Linked DNA regions of Rattus norvegicus: region 1 is linked to region 2. Evidence: chromatin contacts called from public Hi-C data. All regions are on one chromosome and are shown on one strand. The core of a region is the stretch at or near the end of the contact, and the rest is flanking DNA. Distances in the headings are between cores, read along the strand shown. Region 1 holds the start of Prelid1 (PRELI domain containing 1). Region 2 holds the start of Pdlim7 (PDZ and LIM domain 7).

The links. Hi-C and Micro-C count contacts between places; a contact is called where the count stands out from the background.
Region 1: a Hi-C map of frontal cortex shows a contact between it and region 2, with 2.7 times the contacts expected there. The contact joins the promoter of Prelid1 here to the promoter of Pdlim7 in region 2. A contact is called at or near these places in 9 of 12 Hi-C or Micro-C datasets (the A7r5 cell line, the Rat2 cell line, Schwann cells and 6 more).

Annotation. Positions count from the first base shown.
Region 1 is chr17:9,309,937-9,315,536 of GRCr8, reverse strand. Prelid1 (PRELI domain containing 1) reads left to right here and starts at 2,026. Exons shown (of 5, transcript NM_001009636.1): 1 at 2,026-2,258; 2 at 2,790-3,015; 3 at 4,075-4,188; 4 at 4,283-4,361; 5 at 4,629-5,066. The coding sequence starts at 2,167. The coding sequence ends at 4,771. Rab24 (RAB24, member RAS oncogene family) reads right to left here and starts at 1,944. Exons shown (of 8, transcript NM_001015023.2): 1 at 1,513-1,944; 2 at 1,365-1,433; 3 at 1,073-1,151; 4 at 900-967; 5 at 718-817; 6 at 475-525; 7 at 284-346; 8 at 1-193. The coding sequence starts at 1,629. The coding sequence ends at 129. Mxd3 (Max dimerization protein 3) reads right to left here. Exons shown (of 6, transcript NM_145773.2): 6 at 5,259-5,600. The coding sequence ends at 5,556.
Region 2 is chr17:9,127,272-9,133,389 of GRCr8, reverse strand. Pdlim7 (PDZ and LIM domain 7) reads right to left here and starts at 3,582. Exons shown (of 13, transcript NM_173125.2): 1 at 3,528-3,582; 2 at 2,468-2,574. The coding sequence starts at 2,563.

The DNA of each region.
Region 1 (5,600 bases), core at 777-3,276, 180 kb before region 2:
GCAGGTGCCACCTCTGCTGCAATGGGCACCTGGAGTAGCTCAGACGCTTGACCACTCCAGCCCAGACAAGAGTTGGGTCCAGCCCCTCTGGGAGTTCATCTAATTCGACTGGGCAGATGAGTTGTGACTCAGTGGTGACAACAGCTGTAGAAGTAAGGGTTTGCCTTCTGGCTCAGATCCACGCCTTTGTCCTCTGTCAGAGAGAGAGGTGGCAGCTCAGCACTATTAGCTGGGGGATCAAGTAGGTCACCAAGAGGGCTGGGGACCATGAGGAAGTACACACCTGTCATCACCTGGAAAGCAGCCACACTGACGTAATCCTCTGCCACTTTCTGGAAGAGCTCGTCTGGCAAGCAAAGAATCAGTGAGGGCCTGAGGCCAGCAGCCCTGGGTACCCCAGTGGTCCAGCCCTCTGATCCTTTCTGCTCTACTGTCCTGTCTGTGCCTGCTGACAGGACCCAAGACAACACTCACCCACACTCTGGCCTGTCTTGCTGGATGTTTCAAAGAGCTGGGCTTTGATATCTGTAAAGAGAAGTGACTAAGTCCTCACCTGGGGAGCACACCTAAATGTAGCTAACAGTTCAGTCTCTTGAACTCCATAAGTTCAAGAAGGCTAGAAAGAAACCAAGGCTGTCATTCCCGTCCTTGAAATCCACTCAAGCAGATATCCCCCCCCCCTCAAGCTCCCATCCTCAGAGACTTAAAAACAGGTACTATCAGCGTAGTCCTGAACGTCATGGAAGTCTACACGACGGCGCCGCCTGTCTTCCTCCAGCAGATCACTCTTAGTGCCACACAGGTAGATTTGACAGCCCTGTAGCAGAAGACAAGGCTGAAATTATCTCCACAGACCAATACAGTCTCTGTCCCTAATCTTGTAGGATCTTGTCACCTACCTCTTCTAAACTGCGGAGCTCCTTAACCCAGAACTTGGCTCTCTCAAAGCTGCTGCTGTCGGTGAGGTCTTGGTAGGGGTAAGACAGGAGACACAATAAGGAACAGTGGCTTCCCGTTGATGCTGGCCTGTAACCCAACTCTTACTTGAACAGGCCAGAGTCCAACCCCTTACCATAACAGACAATTGCAGCTTTAGCACCCCGGTAATAGATTCTGCTCATGGCTTCGTAGCGCTCGGAACCTGCTGTGTCCTGAGGGGTGAAAGGAGTCGATGAGCTCCTTCACAAGACTACAAACTAGGCCCACATCTTCCAGACACCTCCCCTCCTTTTTTCTTAAGATGAGTAAATGGGTGTGCGGAAGAAAAGAACGACCTGTATGAGACTCCGGCTGACCGGTTTAAGAGGCAAGACATTAAATTTCGGGGATAGGTTTGCTCAAGACTCTGTTCTCAAGGGACTTACCCAAATACCCAGAGTCACCGTCCGATCTCCAACACACATCACCTTGGCCACAAAAGCAGCCCCGATGGTCTACAACCAGGGAAGAGATAAGAGTCGAATGCCGGTCGGCCCCCTTCCTCCCAAGCCTGCTCCGCAGGGGTGCACTCACGTTCTGATAGGGCCCCACCAAGAAGCGGTCGTGCACGTATCGTTCCACCAGGCTCGTCTTGCCCACGTATTCCTTGCCCAGCATAACCACCTTGACGTCCACGCGCTGCCCGCTCATGCTCCCGGGGCCGCCTCACCCACTTCAGGGTCTCCGCGGCCCAGGCAGAGCCCAAGCCTCAGACCCCAATCCCAAAGGCCTCGCACTTCGCAGGCTTCTGGTGCCTCGGCCCGGGGCGCTCCGTCCCTTACAGAGCCGCGGCGCGGGGACGCGGACAGCGCCCTCCACCGCGCCGCAGGGCCCTGCGCTGCTCACCCGCGCGACCGTCGCTGCGACAGAAGCTCCGCCGCGCCGGGGTTACCGACTGAAACCGGGTTCCCTATAGCTAACTCCAAACAGCACCTCTGGGACTGGACCACAAGAGGCGGGACGCCCGGTCACGTGACACGAGCGCCGGAAGTGGCCGATCCTGTGCGGCTGGCGCCGGAAGCGTCGCGCAGTCCTATAGCCTCTCATGGCGGCGGTAGGGACCTGGGCGCGGCGCCGCGGTGATTGAGCTGCGAGCCTGGCGGGCGTGCGCCTTGCCACGTGCCCTCCCCACCCCCGGGCTCTTCACCCTGATGCTGCACGGGTGCTGAGCCCGCCCGGGTCGGGACGATGGTGAAGTATTTCCTGGGCCAGAGCGTGCTCCGAAGTTCCTGGGACCAAGTGTTCGCTGCCTTCTGGCAACGGTACCCGAATCCCTATAGGTACGTGGTGGTAGGTAGAGCCAGTCGCCCTCCTCTCTCCATTTGGCTGTCCTTGAATAGTGGAGCCGTGAAAAACTAGAACAGAAAGTCCGATGTGAGCTATCTCCGGTGACTGTGGCCACAGTTATGGCACAAAGTCCTTATAGGATTAAGATCAGGCCAAGTCTGCAAGGTTGTAGATCGTGGTTTATATTAGGCTCTAGATTTCTATTTTGCGGTCGGTCCTAGGGAGACAGGAAGAGTTGAGCGGTAGGTATTTCGGGGCCTGAAATCCTGACGATGGCTTGCTCACCTGCTGGTGGCGCTCTCTAGTGGTATAATTCTTGAGATTTTGCTCGATTTGGAAAGCCACAGAATCCATGTCAGGGTGGAGGAGGGAGTTGGAATTTGCCCGGGGATAGGTTCATTGCACTCTAATTCCGAACCTGGGTACAGATCACTCTGTAAGATTGCAGGAAGCCATGACCTGGAGGCTCTAAATAGTAACCCGTAGACATTTCCTGAGAATCATCTGCATTTTAACACTTGCAGCAAACATGTCTTAACCGAAGACATAGTGCACCGGGAGGTGACCCCTGACCAGAAGCTTCTGTCCCGGAGACTCCTGACCAAGACCAACAGGATGCCACGTTGGGCAGAGCGACTGTTTCCCGCCAACGTTGCTCACTCGGTGTACATCCTGGAGGACTCGATTGTGGACCCACAGAATCAGACCATGACCACCTTCACTTGGAACATCAACCACGCCCGGCTGATGGTGAGACTTCCTTTGGTTCCTCAAAATAGTTGCCCTTCAGATTTCAGGCTGGAGAATTGTGGGAACTTCTGCGGCCAGAGGCGGGCCTCATCTGTAGAGTTCTGCCCTTAGATTGGTCTATCCTTTTTGAGTGGTTGGATTCTCCGGGACTGCCCCTCGGCTCTCAGATGGTGGGGAAAGACACCCATTTTCAAAGCTTGTTACAAGTGCTGTACACAGAGCAGTCGGTTGGTGACATACATACATACATACATACATACATACATACATACATACATACATAGGCTTTCAGGAGTTATACTGGGTGACAAAGGGAGACAGTGACTTCCATCAAGGCTTGGAGGTGTCTGGAATGTGCCTCAGTTTCTGCATGAGATTTGAGGGGATGCATCATGTTCCTTGGATCCTTCGGAAGGCTTGAAATCCCATGTTTGGGGATATTCAGAGTGTCATTTGCCTGTGTGACTAACCTTCAAGCTTCGAGATGATTCTTTCTCAGCTTCTGTAAACTTGAGAGGTGGGAATTGTGTGTTTTGCAAAAGAAAAGCTTTATAAAGATGTGCCCCTCACGGGCACAATGTGAGGAAGGCACCCTTTCCTGCCCGGCACTGTCTGAAGTCACCTCAGCTGAGAGCTCTGCTTGGTAACACAGTGGTGTGTTTGTGACTTCTCTTCACGTTCTTCAGGAGGCTCCCACACCCTTTGATAATAAAAGCTGTCATTATTGGGGGGGAGGGGACGAGAACACACACACACACACACTATCAGGAAGCTCAGAGGGGAGAAAGCAGATGAGAAACACTGTTCACCTCTATATCCAGAGGCCCCAAGCAAAGCCCTGGATCAGGGTGGAATAGCCGCTGATCCCAGGAAACTGCGTTCTACTTCAAAGGGTCAGCATTGAGGTTATAGAGGCAGAACAGCCTCTCTCCGGGCCTGAGATACAAAATGGGAAGAACTTTGTGGGGGCAGGAACTCACCCGATGTTGAGTGCAGGAATATGGTGCTAGCTTGTCTGAGCGTGCCCCTTCAGGGTGCTCAGCCTGACTTCCCTTGAAGGTGGTGGAGGAACGATGTGTTTACTGTGTGAACTCTGACAATAGCGGCTGGACCGAAATCCGTCGGGAGGCCTGGGTCTCCTCTAGCTTATTTGGTGTCTCCAGAGCTGTCCAGGTAAGAGGTTGGGGGCTGGGCTGGGCTGGGCCAGGCCGTGCTGGGCCGGGCCCTGGGTCATTGAGCAACTCTCCCATCATTCTCCTCCTTCCAGGAATTTGGTCTTGCCCGGTTCAAAAGCAATGTGACCAAGACAATGAAGGGCTTTGAATACATCCTGGCCAAGCTACAAGGTGAGAGCCCTAGACACTGTTTCAGGAATCGGGAGGACCCGCACTACCAATAGCTGGAGCGGTCCTACCTCTGCTTAACCAATGAAGCATGGGGCCAGTCTTAGTCTGAGACTCTTTATGTGTGCCCGGAAGGGCTGGAGGGTCAGGAACAGGGGGCTCCAACTATTCCTAAGAAGCCGGGCCCTTCAACAGTGACTGCCGAGGTTGATGAGGGGTTGGATGGGTCTTCTGGGCACCATCTGAAGCCAGCCCCTGTCATTGCCACAGGTGAGGCCCCTTCAAAAACACTTGTTGAGACAGCCAAGGAGGCCAAAGAGAAAGCAAAGGAGACCGCACTGGCAGCTACAGAGAAGGCCAAGGACCTGGCCAACAAGGCCGCCACCAAGCAGCAGCAGCAGCAGCTCGTATAGCCCTCTTCCTCTCCCTCCTCCCCCGTGTACTTGATTATTAAAGATGAACCTGCAGCCCTCTCTGCTGTCTGGGGTGGTGGGTCAGAGCGCTGTCCTGGTCAGCATCTGCACCACGTCCAGGTCTATCTGCTGGGCCGGTCGAGGGGTGCAGTGACTTGCCCAAGGTCACAGCAGTGCAATAGACTGTACGCTCCACGAGGGCAGGACTCCCCGTGTCCTCTGCTGGGTCCCACGTCCCCTGAACAATATTTAGCACATAACAGGCACTCAATAAACACATGATTTGACTGCCCCAGTTCTGGAGTCGGATAGCTTTGGTTTGAGTCTGGAGCTCAGGCACTCGCATCTCTGCCTCAGATCAGCACCAGGACGGCAGAGCAGCCGCCTCTCACGTGACCCTGCTTGCCAGCCACAGGTCTTACTTCCTCTTTTCCAGTTGTAGCTGCGACTTCCTTCATCTCATCGGGCAAAACCACGGACAGGAACTTATGAAAGAGGATTTTAATGAAAATACTGTGCGGTATATATGGGCAGAGGCCTGGGGCTTTGCCCAGGAACAAGAAGTTTACAGGCCTCTGGTCCCTGTGGGGAGCAGCAGAGCAGAGCCAAGCGCTACATAAAATCCCCTGGGGGTGGGGAGGGTAGCCCAGGCTCAAGCTGTGCAGCAGAGTCCAGAATCTGCTCCCACACGGTGATGGCTTTATTGTCACTTCGACACGTGGCTGTGAGCCACTGACTGGCGGGTTCAGTCCAGAGAGAGTACAGGCCACTCCGGCGGCGGGCATCATAGCCAGGTGCCAGTGCTGTGTGAGTAGCTGTGCTCCTGCCC
Region 2 (6,118 bases), core at 2,333-4,832:
ACAGAACACCTAGGACTGACGTAACATCTTCCAACACACTTGCAGGGGATCTAGGGATACACCCTGCTCACGCTCAGAAAAAAAAAAAACCAAAAACCAGACCTGCCAAACACCTGAACCCAGTCACCCAGCCAGCAAGAGGTGCAGCCAGGATTTGGTCCTGACTGGGAGGCTCCACTACAATAGGGCACAAGAGAGGGGTCAAGCGCACCCAATCACGATGCTGGGATAGCTAGCTGTGGTGGCATACACCCAGCACTGCGGAGGCAGAAGCAGAGGCAGGTGGATTTCTGTGAGTTGGAAGCCAGCCTGGTCTGCATAGTGAATTCCAGAACAGCCAAGACTACACAGAGAGACCCTGCCTCAAAAACTAATAAAACTAGTTAATTAAATCAAATTCGGGGGAAGAAAAAAAAAAAGACTCTGGGGTGCCAGGCAAGGTATACTTGTAATGCCAACACTGGCAGGCTAGGCAGAAGGACTGACAGCTCAAGGGTAGACAGTGTCCGAAAAGACACCCCCTCATTCCATGGCTAAGTTTGGGGTCTGCATGCACCCTCTCACCTTTATTTCACTGCGACCAGCCCCTTATAATGGGGACAGGGAAGTGACACTCTAAAGGGGAAATGACTTAGTCACAGGCTTGGTGAGTCACCAATGGAAACCTGGTTTAGCCACTCCTTCCTACTTCCTGAGAGACGTGGGGCAAGACCAAGGTGGGGGTCCTGTGAGGAGGAGCGACAGGCTCCCTGTAAAGGAACTATCTCTTTTATGGGGTGCACAGGGCAGAAGCATGTGAGGGGTAAGCCGTCCGTCAGAGTTGGAGAGAGGAGCACCATGGGGAGGACCATTTTGGAAAAGAGAGGTTAGTGAGATTAAGGAGGGGAAAAGCCAGGGGGCTGGACAGTATTATGGGTGTGGGTGAGTCAGCCTGGGAGCTCCACTGAGCAGCCCAACCCCCAAATCCCAGACATTACCTCATCTTCCAGGCCTGGGCCCTCAGCCAGCCCTAGCCCCTCCTTCCTCCCTCCACTCTGGGGTCAGGGGAGGGATAGCGGGCTGGTCCAATTTAGAAAAGACCACCCCACCCATCAGGGCCTAACTCACTCCAGGGCAGGGCTCAGTGGGCGGCCCCACCCACATGTTAAGGCCTCTGACAAAGGAGCCCAGGGGCCAGCAGGGGCCAGAGTACCCCCAAACCAGCAACATCTGCAAGGCCTTCATGACCAGTGAAGAAACTGAGACCTACAGCACACTGGCCAGCACTTTCCCAGAGGGGAAATGTAGGCTGAATGTGTGGGGGAAGGGTCCACAGCCCTTAGTCATCCTGCTGGTTGGAGCAGATTCCAAGGCAATTCCAGAGAAGTATCCTGGGAAGAACACAGCCAGCATGCATGCCTGCCCGCCCTGACCACCATGTCTGGCTCCCAGAGAGAAACAGCCTTGATACCCCTTTCAGGCTGAGTAGTGCCTGGAAATTCTCAGGCCCATTTGGGCTGGGCTTGCCCTGGGCAACAGCTGCCTGCCAACAGCCTACACTGTGGCTGGGTGGGCCTCTCTAGGCAAGCGGATGTCAGGGCAGGAAGTCCCTGCCCCCCTTTTCATCCCCCAGGCTAGTTGTAGATACCAAGCTAGAAGGCTGGCTTCACCCACTCTGGGCACAAAGTTTGCTCTGAGTCCTACTGACACCAATGACGGAGGGCCAGGTGAGGGGCCTAGACCTAGGCCAATCCTTTTGGGCTTTCTTGACTAGCCAATACTGGCCATCCCAGCTGGGGCTGCATTCTTGGGCTTATAAGGCAATCCCCCCTGCCACAGGGAGGAGTCAGCTCCCAGCTCCACCCTCCCCACCAGGGTGGACTGAGGAATGGGACCGAGAATCCTACAGGCCCGCCTTGCTACACCTCTGCTCAGGGTCAAAGGTCACGACAGCCCGCTACACCAGCTGACTGAGACTCAGCCCTCAAACAGGGTGGCGGCAAGAGTTCCCTGTCCTTACACATACAGAGAGTACAAGCCGTCCGTTTTGTGCCTCAGTTCAAACCCTTGCTCTGCTGTGGACCTGCTGAACGTGCTCCTCCACACCTCCAAATTCTATCACTTGGTGAAACATGACAACTGCTATCCCTTGAATAGCAGTGAAATTAAAGTTACATCCAGCTGGGGACCTGGCTCCACTCGCTGCTCTTCCAACTAAGACACTTCTCGGAGTCATCAGTCTCCAGTACTGAAGGGATCTCCCCCTTGGCACTCATAGGTGGGCGGCCACGGGTGGAATAGCATCAAATACCATGCCAAAGTGGGGAAACTGGGAGCACCCTGTTGGGAGTCTCTGTAGTGTCTGTTTGGATCTGGGCACTCCTGTCCTTTTGGTCCTAGCTTGCTCCTGTGGTTTCCCACCATGATCTGCTCGAAACCTGAGCACCCAAGAACCCTTAGGGAGTTTGTTCCCCCATCCAAGGCTCACCCGAGAGATGGAGAGGGGCACGTTGAAGTCCTTGCCCCCTTGCAGACGGAAGCCCCAAGGGGCAGGTCCCTCCAGCACTACCTTGAAGGAATCCATGGTACCTGCTCCTGTGAGGAAAGAAGAGAAAAGTGTCTGCACTGCAAATTGGCAGGCAGGTCCAGATCTGGGCACTAGTGTTGGCCAGGTACCAAGAAGGCACGGGCGGACGCTAAGCACACACAGGCACTGGGAGGCAGGTATCTCGTCTGGCTTGGCTGGGCTCCTGGCAGGCCGACCTCTAGCAGACAACAGGCAAGTTGGTTCCCCACCCTGCCCGCTGCCACTGGGAGGGTGAGAAGAGTCCTCATCAAGCTCAATTTCTTTTCTCTTCCAGGGGTTGGCTGTAGGGTTAATTGGCACTGCTTTGCCCAAGCTAACCTGGAATCTCAGGAGGGCGGCGGGGTGAGTCAGGGGCCAGCTCCCCCTCCTTCCCCGGGTCCCGGCAGGCAGGCCGCCGCTGGAGCCTGCTCGGACTATATAAGGCGTGTAAGCTGACACTGTGGAGAGCCCGAGGAGGGAGCACTTTAGGGGCTTGGGATATGAGGGGGAGGGGTGGGGAAGGAGGACGCTGGAGCAGGTCCTAGCCATTTTGGGACAGGTCGGGGCTGCTGGTGGCCAGGGCGGGACCCCTGGGCTCTGCAAGGGGAAAAGAAAAACTGGGGTACTGGCCCTGTGGAGAGCGACGGGGGTCATGTCCCTTACGCATGGCTAGAGAGGGGATCCTTTCTGGAAACCAGAGAAAGTAGTGCCACCCACGCACGATGTTCCCTTGCCAACGTGACTCTGTTTCCCTTCGTCTCCCGCCCCAGCCCCGCGCGCTTGGCTGCGTCCCCACCGCACACAGTGGCGCAGGCGCCAATCAGCCCCACTTCGCCGCAGGAAGGCGGGGGCGGAGGCTGCGGCCCGAGCCAGCCGAGTGAATCTGGCACACTCCACGACCGCCCACACCCTCCCCAGCGCCTCAGCAGTCCATGGGACCCCGTAGGATGCAGCCCAGGAACCCCCTCGCGGACGCCGGTACCTGAATGCCCGGCTGGGCGGCTGCCTGGCGGCCTCCAGGAGCCGCGCTGGGATCCGCCGCTGCGCTCTGACCCCGCCTCCGCGGACGCCGCGCATTTTGAGCCCGCGGAAGGGGGCGGAGTCCTAGACCACGCCCTCCCCAGGCCAAGCGAGTGGACAGACCGGGGTCGGTGGGAGGCCCCACCCAGTCCAGAAGCCCTGAGTCTCCAGGAGGGGGAAGGCGATGTCAGGCACTTACCCTCGCCAGCCCCGTCCCTGCCCAGCCTGTGCCCTACTCCAGGCTCTAGCCCGAGCCCCTTGCGCCTCCCACGGGCGGAGTGGAGGAAAAGCATCCCTTTGAAACACCCAAGTTGATTGGTCTTCTCTCACCTTACTCTTCCTTGTAGGGGAAAGTGGCATCATTAACACTTCTGTTAGGGATACTGTTAGAGGTCGATGTGGTCAGCACCATCAGATTTCGGATTCTCCAGGAACTGGAGAAGCGAGACAGGGTAGTTTCAAGTTACGTTTCCTGGCGTTCGGAATGTAGCTCAGTGGTAGAGCTCGTTGGAGGCTCTAAGTTCAGTCCTCAACCCCAAACCCAACTAAAGGCTTGCAGGGGCTTCAGTGAATATATATACATACGTACGTACATACATACATACATACATACATACATACATACATACATACATAGCCAACGGGGGCGGACTTAGCTCCACTTGTTTCCTGACAGTGTAAGTTCATCCAGACAGCAGCCCACAGCCCTGAGACTTCACCCAAGCTCCCAGAACCACTGTTGGAATGGTTTCCTATTTACACCCAGTCCAGAGTACACACTGTAGCTGTCTTCAGACACACCAGAAGAGAGCATCAGATCCCATTACAGATGGTTGTGAGCCACCATGTGGTTGCTGGGAATTGAACTCAGAACCTCTGGAAGAGCAGTCAGTGCTCTTAACCGCAGAGCGATCCCTCCAGCCCTCAGAGGCCCTCCTTTATCCTCAGCTTTAGCCAAGGGTGGGCAGAAAGGAAAAGCTGAGCTCTCCTGAGTGTTTGAGTGAGTAGTGAGGTGCACAGTCTCCCCTTGCCCAGCCCCCAACTGGCATTGCACCACCCTCTTCCCCGTCATTGTCCTGAGTACACATTGGCCTATGGAAGTTGTCACCTTTGGAGAAATCCTCTTCAGGTGGATCTGAGTTCAAGGCCAGTCTGATCTACAGAACGAGTTTGAGGGCAACTGAGGCTACATAATGAAGCCTTGTCTCAAAAAACTGAAGGAAGGAAAAAAAAACCCTTCTTCAGCTGTTTGCTGTGTTTCTGTCTCCATCACTTCCCCTTTGTCCTTGTCACCTATAGTACTCTTGACGCTTTCTCCAGGTCTCCTATGACCTCAGTCAAGTCAGTTGCAGCCTTCAGGGTTCATCCTGTCCTGACAAGGAATGCTGATCTACACCAGGTTGATCAGGTTTCCCTCTTACTTCCTTTGTTTCTTCTTCTTCTCTTTCTTCTCCTCCTCCTCCTCCTTCTCCTCCTCTTCTCTCTCTTTTTTTTTTTTCCCCAGAGCTGGGGACCAAACCCAGGGCCTCGCGCTTGCTAGGCAAGCGCTCTACCACTGAGCTAAATCCCCAACCCCCAATGCCTTCTTCTGCCCTCTTCAGGCATCAGGCGCACACAAAGCATACATATACCAGGGAAACACCCATCCACATAAAATAAGGGCTCCTAGTGTAGACTGGCTTGAACTTGCATGGGTTCCCAGACCTTCCAGCTCTTCCTCCAGAGGGCTGAGATCACACCACCAAGTCCAGCAGCTCCCTTATCTAAAATCACCATGTCTCTAGCTTCAAGGCTTCCTTCCCTCTATAACTCTTCATCTGCCTCCAGTCTTCGCCATCTGGTCACTAAACTCCCACCTTAAGAGAGCCCTTAACTCTCCCAATTTGGCTTTCAATAACACTGAAAGTGGCCAAAGAACTAAAGAACTGTAGGTGTCAATGATGGATTCCTCATCTACAAGCCTGCCAGGGAGGTTTCTGAAACCACACGACCCAATCCAAGTTTGCACTTCTCACTCCTTGCTGGTCTCAGCCAATGATGTCATTCACCTGCCTGGTTCTGTCTCCTCTCATCATCTCTGCAGATTCCACCTCTACTCTACGATGTTTTCATGTTTTCGCAGCTAACCCTTGCTGCTGTCCCACCCACCGCCCTGGAATGCTTCAACACCTAGGAGCCTCCTCGCTGACCCCGCCGCCCGCTCTCACCCTCGCCTCCCTCACAGTCTTCTTGCATAGCTGATGTGATATTCTTAAAGCAGAGATCGCACTTCATCCTTTTAGCATGCCAGTGGGCTCGCACTCGATTTAAAATAAAACTAAAATCCTTACGACCTACCCAAGGCTAAGAAACTGGGTCAAGGGTTAGGTCTGGCAGCACAAGGCCTGTGCAACCCCAACTACTGGGGAAGAGGAAGGTTACAAGTTCAAGGCCAGCCAGAGCAATTTGGTGAGACCCTGTTTCAAAATAAGATTTAAAAAAAAAATTTTTTTACTGGATATATTTCTTTATTTACATTTCAAGATTTTTTTTTTTAAAAAAAGAAATATGATA